Regions from separate parts of the Zea mays genome. Here region 2 is linked to region 1. A link is a contact called in public Hi-C data. All regions are on one chromosome and are shown on one strand. Each heading gives the region's core, a stretch centred on a gene start, on an enhancer-like site or on the middle of the called end of the contact. The rest is flanking DNA. Distances are from core to core; before and after follow the strand shown. Region 1 holds the start of LOC100280657 (60S ribosomal protein L4-like). Region 2 holds the start of LOC103648253 (probable flavin-containing monooxygenase 1).

Evidence for each region. Hi-C and Micro-C count contacts between places; a contact is called where the count stands out from the background.
Region 2: a Hi-C map of tassel shows a contact between it and region 1, with 2.7 times the contacts expected there. The contact joins the promoter of LOC103648253 here to the promoter of LOC100280657 in region 1. A contact is called at or near these places in 4 of 25 Hi-C or Micro-C datasets (ear, endosperm, leaf and 1 more).

What each region holds. Positions count from the first base shown.
Region 1 is chr2:239,655,438-239,659,850 of Zm-B73-REFERENCE-NAM-5.0, forward strand. LOC100280657 (60S ribosomal protein L4-like) reads right to left here and starts at 2,445. Exons shown (of 2, transcript NM_001374413.1): 1 at 1,320-2,445; 2 at 194-529. The coding sequence starts at 2,420. The coding sequence ends at 416.
Region 2 is chr2:239,801,234-239,805,646 of Zm-B73-REFERENCE-NAM-5.0, forward strand. It overlaps LOC103648253 (probable flavin-containing monooxygenase 1), which reads right to left and starts at 2,652. Exons shown (of 1, transcript XM_035965596.1): 1 at 1,465-2,652. The coding sequence starts at 2,145. The coding sequence ends at 1,702. LOC103648252 (probable flavin-containing monooxygenase 1) reads right to left here and starts at 1,563. Exons shown (of 4, transcript XR_004856551.1): 1 at 372-1,563; 2 at 1-104. It overlaps TRNAF-GAA (transfer RNA phenylalanine (anticodon GAA)), which reads left to right and starts at 4,088; the gene lies at 4,088-4,160.

The sequences.
Region 1 (4,413 bases), core at 1,195-3,694:
AACATCATAAATACAACTCAACACCAATATTCTATCCATTCAACATCATAAATATGAATATTCTTTCTTATAAATTTAGTCGATTGTTCAACAACAAACCTAAAACATCACTTATCTTTGAGACGGATACGGAAGTACTACTACTACAAGGCCAAACGTCACCACGCCACAAGCATCATGAACAGACATTATGTGCACAAAACCATACCATAATTCAGATAATTGGTTCGAACATGCAAATACTATGCTCCCACGGCAATGGACAAACAAAACGAACATGCAGGCTTTAAAGTCCACAGATAGGTAACTTGTTGTGAAGATGCAGGATAAGACAGATTGATAAAATACTATTTCGTCTCAATACAAAGTTCAGCGACACAACTAATCAAAACTTAACTAGGTCTCAAAGGCCGCTTCACTGCGTCACTCCGAGCCACTTGGTGAAGTTCTCAAACTCGGTGTAGTCACTGTCCGAGATCATGGTCTTGTACCACGCCTTGCCGGCAGCCTTGACCTTGGCAGTCTCCTCCTACAGCAAACAAACATGTAATGTTAAGTTAATGGTTATCAACAAAGCAAATAGTCACATTATGATATTATAGAGATTCAAACAGTGATCGTATCAGTCAAGTCTACTCAAGTGCTTAAAACATCATGTAGAATCTACCTGATTAGAACATTAATCTCAGTCACGTTCTGGTTAGTTTCCACACGTCACCAGTTTAAAACAAAAAACCAGTGGTCAACAAAAAGTATCAAACTAAAATGTTCAACAGAAACAATATCCATACATACAATGGTCACACGATTGACTGAAGTCCAAGCCTCATTGTGCTTGTTTGGCTGCAATCCAGTCCCTAGCCTTGATAGGTGGATTGTAGTGGAGCAAAATAATCCCTCAAGAGTGATCTCGAACTATTTCAGATGGTAGGACACCACACCAGTATATTGCTAACATTTCTCTAGTCATCTAAATCAACAACATAATACAAGTAACACAAAAAGGCCTAACATGACCTACCAAGAACAACAAGCATTCAGTTCTAGTATATTATCGAGTAATGCATATGCAGTGCTCCGCGACTAGCTGACACAAGCATGCCAAAATTCCCAACTTTGTTAAAATATGTGCTACAGCGAACAAGTTAAAAGCTAAAGTAGCAGTATTCACTAGACAGCAAGCAAAGCACAAAATGTACAGTCCAGACAGCAGACATAACAAAGTCCCTGTAATGGAATATACCACATAACTAAATAGTTCCTATTTGAATGATCATATATTCACAATAGATGCACAATGGAGTGAGAGATGGTCATACCGAGGTAAGCTTGGTCCTCTTGGAATCAAGCTTCTCCTTCCGGGCCTTGACTCGGGCAGCCTCAGCAAGGGTGGCCATCTTCCGGGCAGTGCCGAGGTAGGGGTTCAGCTTGAGCACAGCAGCCATGTTCTTGAGCGGGTTCTTCCTCTTCTCCCTGCGCTTCACCTCCTTGTTGAGTGGCTTAACCACAGACTGCACCTCGTCAGAGTTGATAATCCTGCCCAGGTCAGCGTTGGCCATCTTGGGCCTCGGCAGAACAAAGCCCTTCTTCTTCTGCGACGGCGCGTCGAAGCTCCCATACACCTCCTCGAGCTTCTTGAACGCGCTCTCGGTCCAGATCACAAAGCGCCCGAGGTGGCCACCGGGGGCGAGGTCGAGCAGGTTGAGGCGCTCGACGTTGGCGACGTCCACGCCGGGGAGGTTGCGGAAGGCCTTGACGACCTTGGAGCCTTCTGTGCCGTAGACGACGAGCGGGCCCTTGCGGTTAATGTAGCGGCGGTTGCGCATCTTACCCTTGCCGGGGCGGATGCCGACGGAGTCCTTGGCCTTCTCGGCGTCGGCGTAGGCGCCGACCTGCTTCAGGATCTTGAGCGCCTGGGAGGTCTTCTCGATGGACTCTGCCGAGTCGGAGATAACCAGGGGCATCTCGGGAACGGTCTCGATGCGGTGGCCGCGCGCCTGGACGAGGGCCGGGACGGCGGTGGCGGCGAGCGCCGAGGCGACGGCGACGCGGCGGAGGTTGACGTTGACGCGGCGGTGCCACTTGCGCCAGATCTTGGTGGGCGCGAACATGCGTCCGCCGCGGCACATGTTGCCGAATGCTCCCTGGCCGGCGCGGTGGGTGCCGCCGCCGGGGACACGGGGGATACGGGACACAGCGCGGCCCGTACCCCAGGACTCGGCCGACGTCTGGTGGCCAGCGCGGCGGGAGACTGCGTAAGGCTGGCGCTTGTTGCAGGACAGCAGCTTGTGGGTGAAGCGGACCACGTCCGGGCGGATCGGTGCCCCGAAGACGGGCGGTAAGGCGATGCCGGGGGCGTCCGTGACCATGTCGCCCTCCAGGGCTTTCACGGAGACGAGAGGGCGGCTGGAGGCGGCCATGGCGGCGGTGGCTGTGATTTGGGCGGCGCGGCGGTGGTGCGAATGGAGGCTTGACGCAGTGGGAAGAGACTATATAGGTGGAGGTTACTAGGGTTTGTGTGCGGGGGGTCAGTGGGAGCGATCTGGTTCGTTGGTATGAAACGAGCGGTGGGATTTGAGTGAAATCGAGTGGGCTGGGCCTTGAGATCTCTGTCAGGCTGCTGTGCTAGACCATGCTGCGGTGCTGTAGCCCATTTTCGGAGCCGAGCCGAGGGAGGCCCGTAATGGCCTGATGGGTTCGTGAGAAGAGCTGGTTGAGCACTCCCACATGAGAAATAGCTCGACCCTGAGTTCTAGTGATTCTTTTTCTGTTCTTCCCTATGAGAATGTATTTGTTTCACTGAGCCTCTAGCTCACATGAGCACTTCAAACTTGGTGTATCCGTGACTAATCTAATGATGCAGACAATGTCCACTTATCTACTATGTCATGGGAGAAGGTAAATTGCCCACCTTGTTGGATTGCTCACGATTGTATTAGATTTAAAGTGTTCATATGAGCTGCTGCTGTTGCTGCTGCTACAATCCATAGAGATAAATATTGTAGAAGTCGCGGCCGTAGCTGGATTAAAACCGCAGCAAGCCTCCTATATCATACATTAGCAACCAATTCTTTTTCTAGTTAGCTGTTTAAATGCATCAAATTAAAATAGATTTATCGAATGTATTATTCGCTGACAACAAATTCTGGTTTATTTGTAATATATTTTTATTTGGTATGACATTTTTAATGGAAAACAGTTAAGTAATCTAGCCTACCAACCAAATAGTTTGTTAAATTGATTCTATCTCATCACTAAAAATGCTTCCTTTGAGTCTAAATTTATAGTAAAAGTAAGCTAAGTTTTTTGAGGTACCATGAGCTTTTATGTTGGGAATCCATATCTACTTCCTTAAAACCTCACCCCGTCTGCATGCACGCCTGCATTTCACGAATGTGAAGTCCATCTAGCTTGCGACGCGTGTCGGCTATGGTCGGACCCAAAATTTACATTCGATTCAGCGGATGAGCGTTACGTCCACCTGTCTGTTACCTCTTTCTCTTCTTTCTCTGCTTCCACTCCTGCTCGAGCCACCGCACCCTCGTCGCACGTCGTCGCCTCCGCGATGCACAGGATGACTCAGGCCTAGTTCACCGGTATGACCACCGCCTCCTCTGGCCCCACCGTCGAGTCGCATCCTTTCCTACTTGCCAATGGCCTCAGTGGTGCGAGGTAGAGAGGGCCTCGCCCATCCGGTGTTGCCCACACAGCGAGAGGAGTGATGTCGAAAATGCTCGGGAAGCACGGAGTAGGCACCGGAGTCAGCGACGTCGCACTAAGTTTATGGTTCCGACGATTTACCTCTCTTCCGTGTCGTGACCACCACGTGGGAGATCTATCCTAACTCATCTTATCCCTCGCCCCACCTCGCCTCGCCGGTGGCCCTGCCAGAGGGGCAGATGCAAATCCCCATCTCGTTGAGTCGACCGATGTGATGCATCGGACGAGGGCTGCTGACTTCCTCGGACGACGCATGCCCATCGTCTACCAGAAGGACAACGGTCCATGCCTGCTCCTCGACATATGTAAGCTCCCTCCCCCCTCATTCGACTCTCAAGGTGTGTGCCACGCAGTCGTCTATGATGTTCATGACACCTATGTGTGACGTGGGTGTGTGCAGGTAACGTGCCGCTGCTGAAGAATGTGATCAGCCTGAACCCTGACTGGAGGAGGTGTCGCAACATAGGTTGCTCTCGCTCGTGGCTGAGCGCCTTATCGATCCCAACATCGCTGAACATATTTGGTCCTAAGTCCTAACTCTCATGAGATCTAGATGTTTGTGTTCGATGGATCAATGCAGGAATGGTGTTGTGTTGGGATGTAACGGCGACTTGTGAGCTGGCATGTAGTAATTAGGTTTCCTGGTTGTCGCATTTCATGTCGTGTTAATGGTTTGGATTCATAAGACAAGGA
Region 2 (4,413 bases), core at 1,402-3,901, 150 kb after region 1:
AGACATTTGGTCGAACACTCGAGGGGCGAGCTGCTGCTGTCCGTCTTCAGCTTGATGATGGTGAAGTCGTGGAAGAAGTGTCCGTCGAACCTGCCAAAGGCGACCTGCATCACGTAGGCCCTAGTGAGTGATGCGTCGAAACGCAGCAGTCCGTGCCGCTGCACAACGTGGCGGTAGTAACTGGTGTCGCAGGTGGTGCAACTGCCGGGATCGAGCTCCAACACCGCTGCCGCCGTACTGGTGCTGTTGCGGGAGCAGCGCATCCGCCACTTGTTGGCGAAGTGTGTGTCGATTGCCGGGTCAGGCGTGGTGCAGATAGCGGTGTGCGCGTCCCTGAGGATGGTGCTTTGCTGCATTTCCTCGAATACTACCTTGGCACCAATCAAGGTAGGCGAAAGCTTGAGGTACTGCAGCAGCAGGCACCCGATGTGCGACTTGACAGGGTCGAGGCGGGCGCACAGGAGCGTGTCCAAGGGCGTGGCGAGCTGCTCCTCGATGGCGCGGTCCTCGCCGTAAGTGTCCTCGATGCCGCCCGCCACGGTGGCTGCGTCGTTTAGGTCCATCACGAACGGCGCGTCGCTGCCGCGAATCCCCTTGAGCGTGCTCTCCATGTCGCCCGTGGCCGAAGCGCACCACCACAAGGTTGTCGCGGCTGCTGGTCCATCGCCGACGGACGCAGCGAGGGAGGCGTCGTCGAGCGAGGCGCATGCGGAGAGGTCGAGCCGCTCGAGCGTTAGGAACGCACGAAGTAGGCGCGGAAGTGGCTCGCGTCGGGGCAGCCATAGCGCGCGACAGTGCACGGCCTCGGCCATAGCATGCTCGGTGAGCCCCCAAGTCGAACAGGTGGTGGGCATGGCGAAGTTGGTGTTGCTGTGCGCGAGTTGAGACAGCGCAGCGCCGCCGCTACCATGGACGGAGTTGTATGAGCCATATTCGATGCCGGTGGCGATGAGCTCACCGGCGTGGTGGTTGTCGAACAACGCCTTGTCCGAGTGGGAGGTGACGAACGCCTCGTCGGGGTCGGAGTCGCGCAGGTTCGAAGAGATATCGCCGTCAGCATCACAGCCCTCGAAGAGCCCGCCCCAGTTGTCGGCAACGACAGATGGCGCTGCGTAGTACTCCTTGTCGTCATCGAAGCACCCGCCCCAGTTGTCGGCGATGACGACGGTCCCAACGGCCGCAGTCGGGGTGGGCGGCATGCTGGCGGATGTGTCGGAGGATTGGTGGACGCTGAGCAGTGTGGGCGGAAGGTCGAGGTACGCAGAAGGCGAGAAGCGCCGGTCCCAGCGAACCTCCAGCTCGTCGAATCGCCGGTTGAGCTCGTCGAGGATGAGCTTGAAATCGAGCGACATGGCGTGGGCAAATTGAAGTCGAGGATCGAACGAATCTGATACCAATTGTTAGCAGCAGGTAGTGGAGATAGATCCGAGACAGGAATTGGAGGTAGGAAGCAGGAACTGGGGATTCAGGAAGATAGCAAGAGATTCATAGGAACAGAGGAAGCAGAGGTTAGAGACGAAGAAGAAGGTATAGTTCTGTTTACAGTCTGAATATCTTCCTTGTCCTATGGACGATCTCCTCTAAATACTCGTTCAACTGGCTCAAGACATAAAATTACATTGCTGACCACTCTGGGCCGCTCAGCTTCACAATTGCCGTCCGGCTCGCTCACTCTGCCCCGGCCCAATTGTATTTATGTCCTCAGACGTAGCCTGTATCTGTCACTGGATGCCTGACACACTCGCCGGCGCCGGCGCCGCCGAAGGCCTGGCCGTTTCCGGCCCACTCCTCCCACGCGGCCACGTCCCGCTCGCCGACGCCGCGGTACTCCATGCCGACCACACGGCGGCCGAAGCGGACGCAGCCGAGCACGCCGAAGCGGCGCGCGTACGCGTCCAGGTACGCCGACACCTGGCGGTGGCTCGGGAACGTCTCCGTCACGCTCTCCGGCCACGGGAAGTCCGCGTACTGGTACAAGGGGCGCGGCGTCTGCAGCTCGGTGCAGGCCGGCGCGCGCGCCCACACGCCGCCCAGCACCGTGTCCGCCTCGAACACGGTCGGCCGGCACCCCAGCTCCAGGAGGTGCTTGCACGCCGCCAGGCCGCTCACGCCGGCCCCCACGATGACCACCCGCTTCTTCTCCATGCCAGCCGGCCGGCGCGGTGCGGAGGCTTGGCTAGCTGACGGCTGTGCTGTGCAGCTCAGCTAGCAAGCGCGCGTGAGCAAGTGGAAGACCTGGTGAGTGGTGACTGACTACCCTGATCAGTGAGGTGGCGATCTTATAGAAAGCTGGCGGTGCATGCAATATTGTATGAGCTCGTTCTCTGCATGCTAGCTTTTTAAAACTTTTGCTAACAAGTCAAACATCTGGGGTGCAGGCAGGCAGAGAGCTGGATCAGAGAATACCAAAAATGGATGTGATATAGCTTAGTTGTCACGGAACTACCAGCTCAATTGATTTTTTTTAAAATATAAATATAAATAGGATCAGGCTGCTAATAATAGGGAATCGATATAGTCGTCTCATGCCATGTGCCATCCTTTGGTGCTTGAGAATAAGAAACCAAGGATATCGGATCTTGTACTAGCTGTAGGATTCAGCATGGGGCGCGTGCGTGCACTATTGTATGAGAAAAAAAACAAAACAATCTACCATTGAGCAACAGAAGCCTTCATGGCTTCATCACATAATCCGATGCATTATTGTGTGTGACTTGTTTCTGCTGCCTGCCTGCCTGGCTTGCTCGATCATCTCTCATGCTCAGTTTACCTGGTGGTGCCATGCTGAGCGATGTCTTTTTTTTTGTAACCATTGTTAATATAGATTATCTCTGTCAACGATTATGCATGCTCAGGAATAATTGAGTTTTAATAACCTAGCTATGAGGCTGTGTGGGTAGCTTATTAAAAGGTTTCCATGTATTTGATATCCATAAAGCATATGCTCTATTTCATGGTGTATATATGGTTGAGATTGATGTATGAGTCATACATGAGCCCTTTGATACATAGAGAACTACGTGACAAGTATATATCAAACTTTGCATCAGTGTCTAACTAATATAAGGTTATGCGTGTTTAGGCTTCGATGGGTCGAGGCTCCGATGGGCCTCTCGTGCAAAGCCCAGCAAAATGCGCAGGAGCCCTCGTGCAAAGTCAAGCAATCCCTCGCTCGGCTCTGATCTGCTGTTAGGTCTCTCCTCCGCCTCCTGTCGGATGAACTCCTCAACGTTGTAGAGCTGATTTGGTGACCCAGGATCTCAGGAGGATTGGAGGGAATTAAGGGGGAAATAAACTATTTTACTCTCAATTCCCTCCAATCCTCCCGGGATCCCTACCTTAGGGCTGATTTGGGGCTGATTTGGTGACCGGGAATCCCGAGGGGAAGAAATCCTCTTGCTATTCAAAATTATGGATCCCCTAGGGATCCCTAATCACCAAATCAGCCCTTAGGAGATTTTCAAGCATGAACTGTCTTCCAAGGTGTCGATGTAGCTCTTCTCGAGTAGGTGCAGGAGTAGGTTAAAAACAAGGTCTGGTCTGAGTGAGCTGAAAGGATGAAACCAAATAAGCCAACATGCCATCATATCTAGACTAGGAGGATAGATGAATCTTATTACTAGCCACTAAAAAAAACAGCTGAAACGTGTAGCCCATTATTGTACCTACAAGGCTCTTTGGGCCCCTCGATTTTAGGCCCAGACTACGCTGCCAGTCCACCGTACTCTACTCTGTTTTTTTTTTCCTTCTTTTTTGGGCCCCTCCCCTCTCTGAGTATAAACAACTTTGATGAATGAATGGTTTGGGATCCACATGAATTTCAGTATCTGCAGCTTTGAACTACATAACGAATTTAGTTTCTGCTGCTTTGAACTATACTGCGCCAATGGCAGCGTCGGCATGCACAGCACAGAGGGCCACTGGCGCACGTGGCTGTTCCCGTCCCGTGGTGGCCCTCTGCGCAAGCAGAGACAGAGCAGCCGACGACGACGATGGCCAGCGACAGGAACTCATGGGGGACATGTAACATTGCTTTGCCACACACTACGGTTTTCAACAAATCAAATAAACGTAGAAGAAAAACACAGCGGGGATAGCTCAGTTGGGAGAGCGTCAGACTGAAGATCTGAAGGTCGCGTGTTCGATCCACGCTCACCGCATTTTTTATTATTTGTTTTACCTTTTTCTGCAATTCATTAAGTCATTTCATTGTTCTTCTGCTATTTGTTTTCTCTCTCCAATTCATTCAGTCATTCGATTTTTCTCTCTCTTTATTTTCTCTCCAATTCACAGGGTTGTTGCTTTAAATGTTTTACATGCTCTAAGGGCCTATTTATCAACAATGTTGTTTCTTAAAACTAATAGTTTTACAACATTATGATTATAGTGTTATACCAATGCAGCCTATAGAAA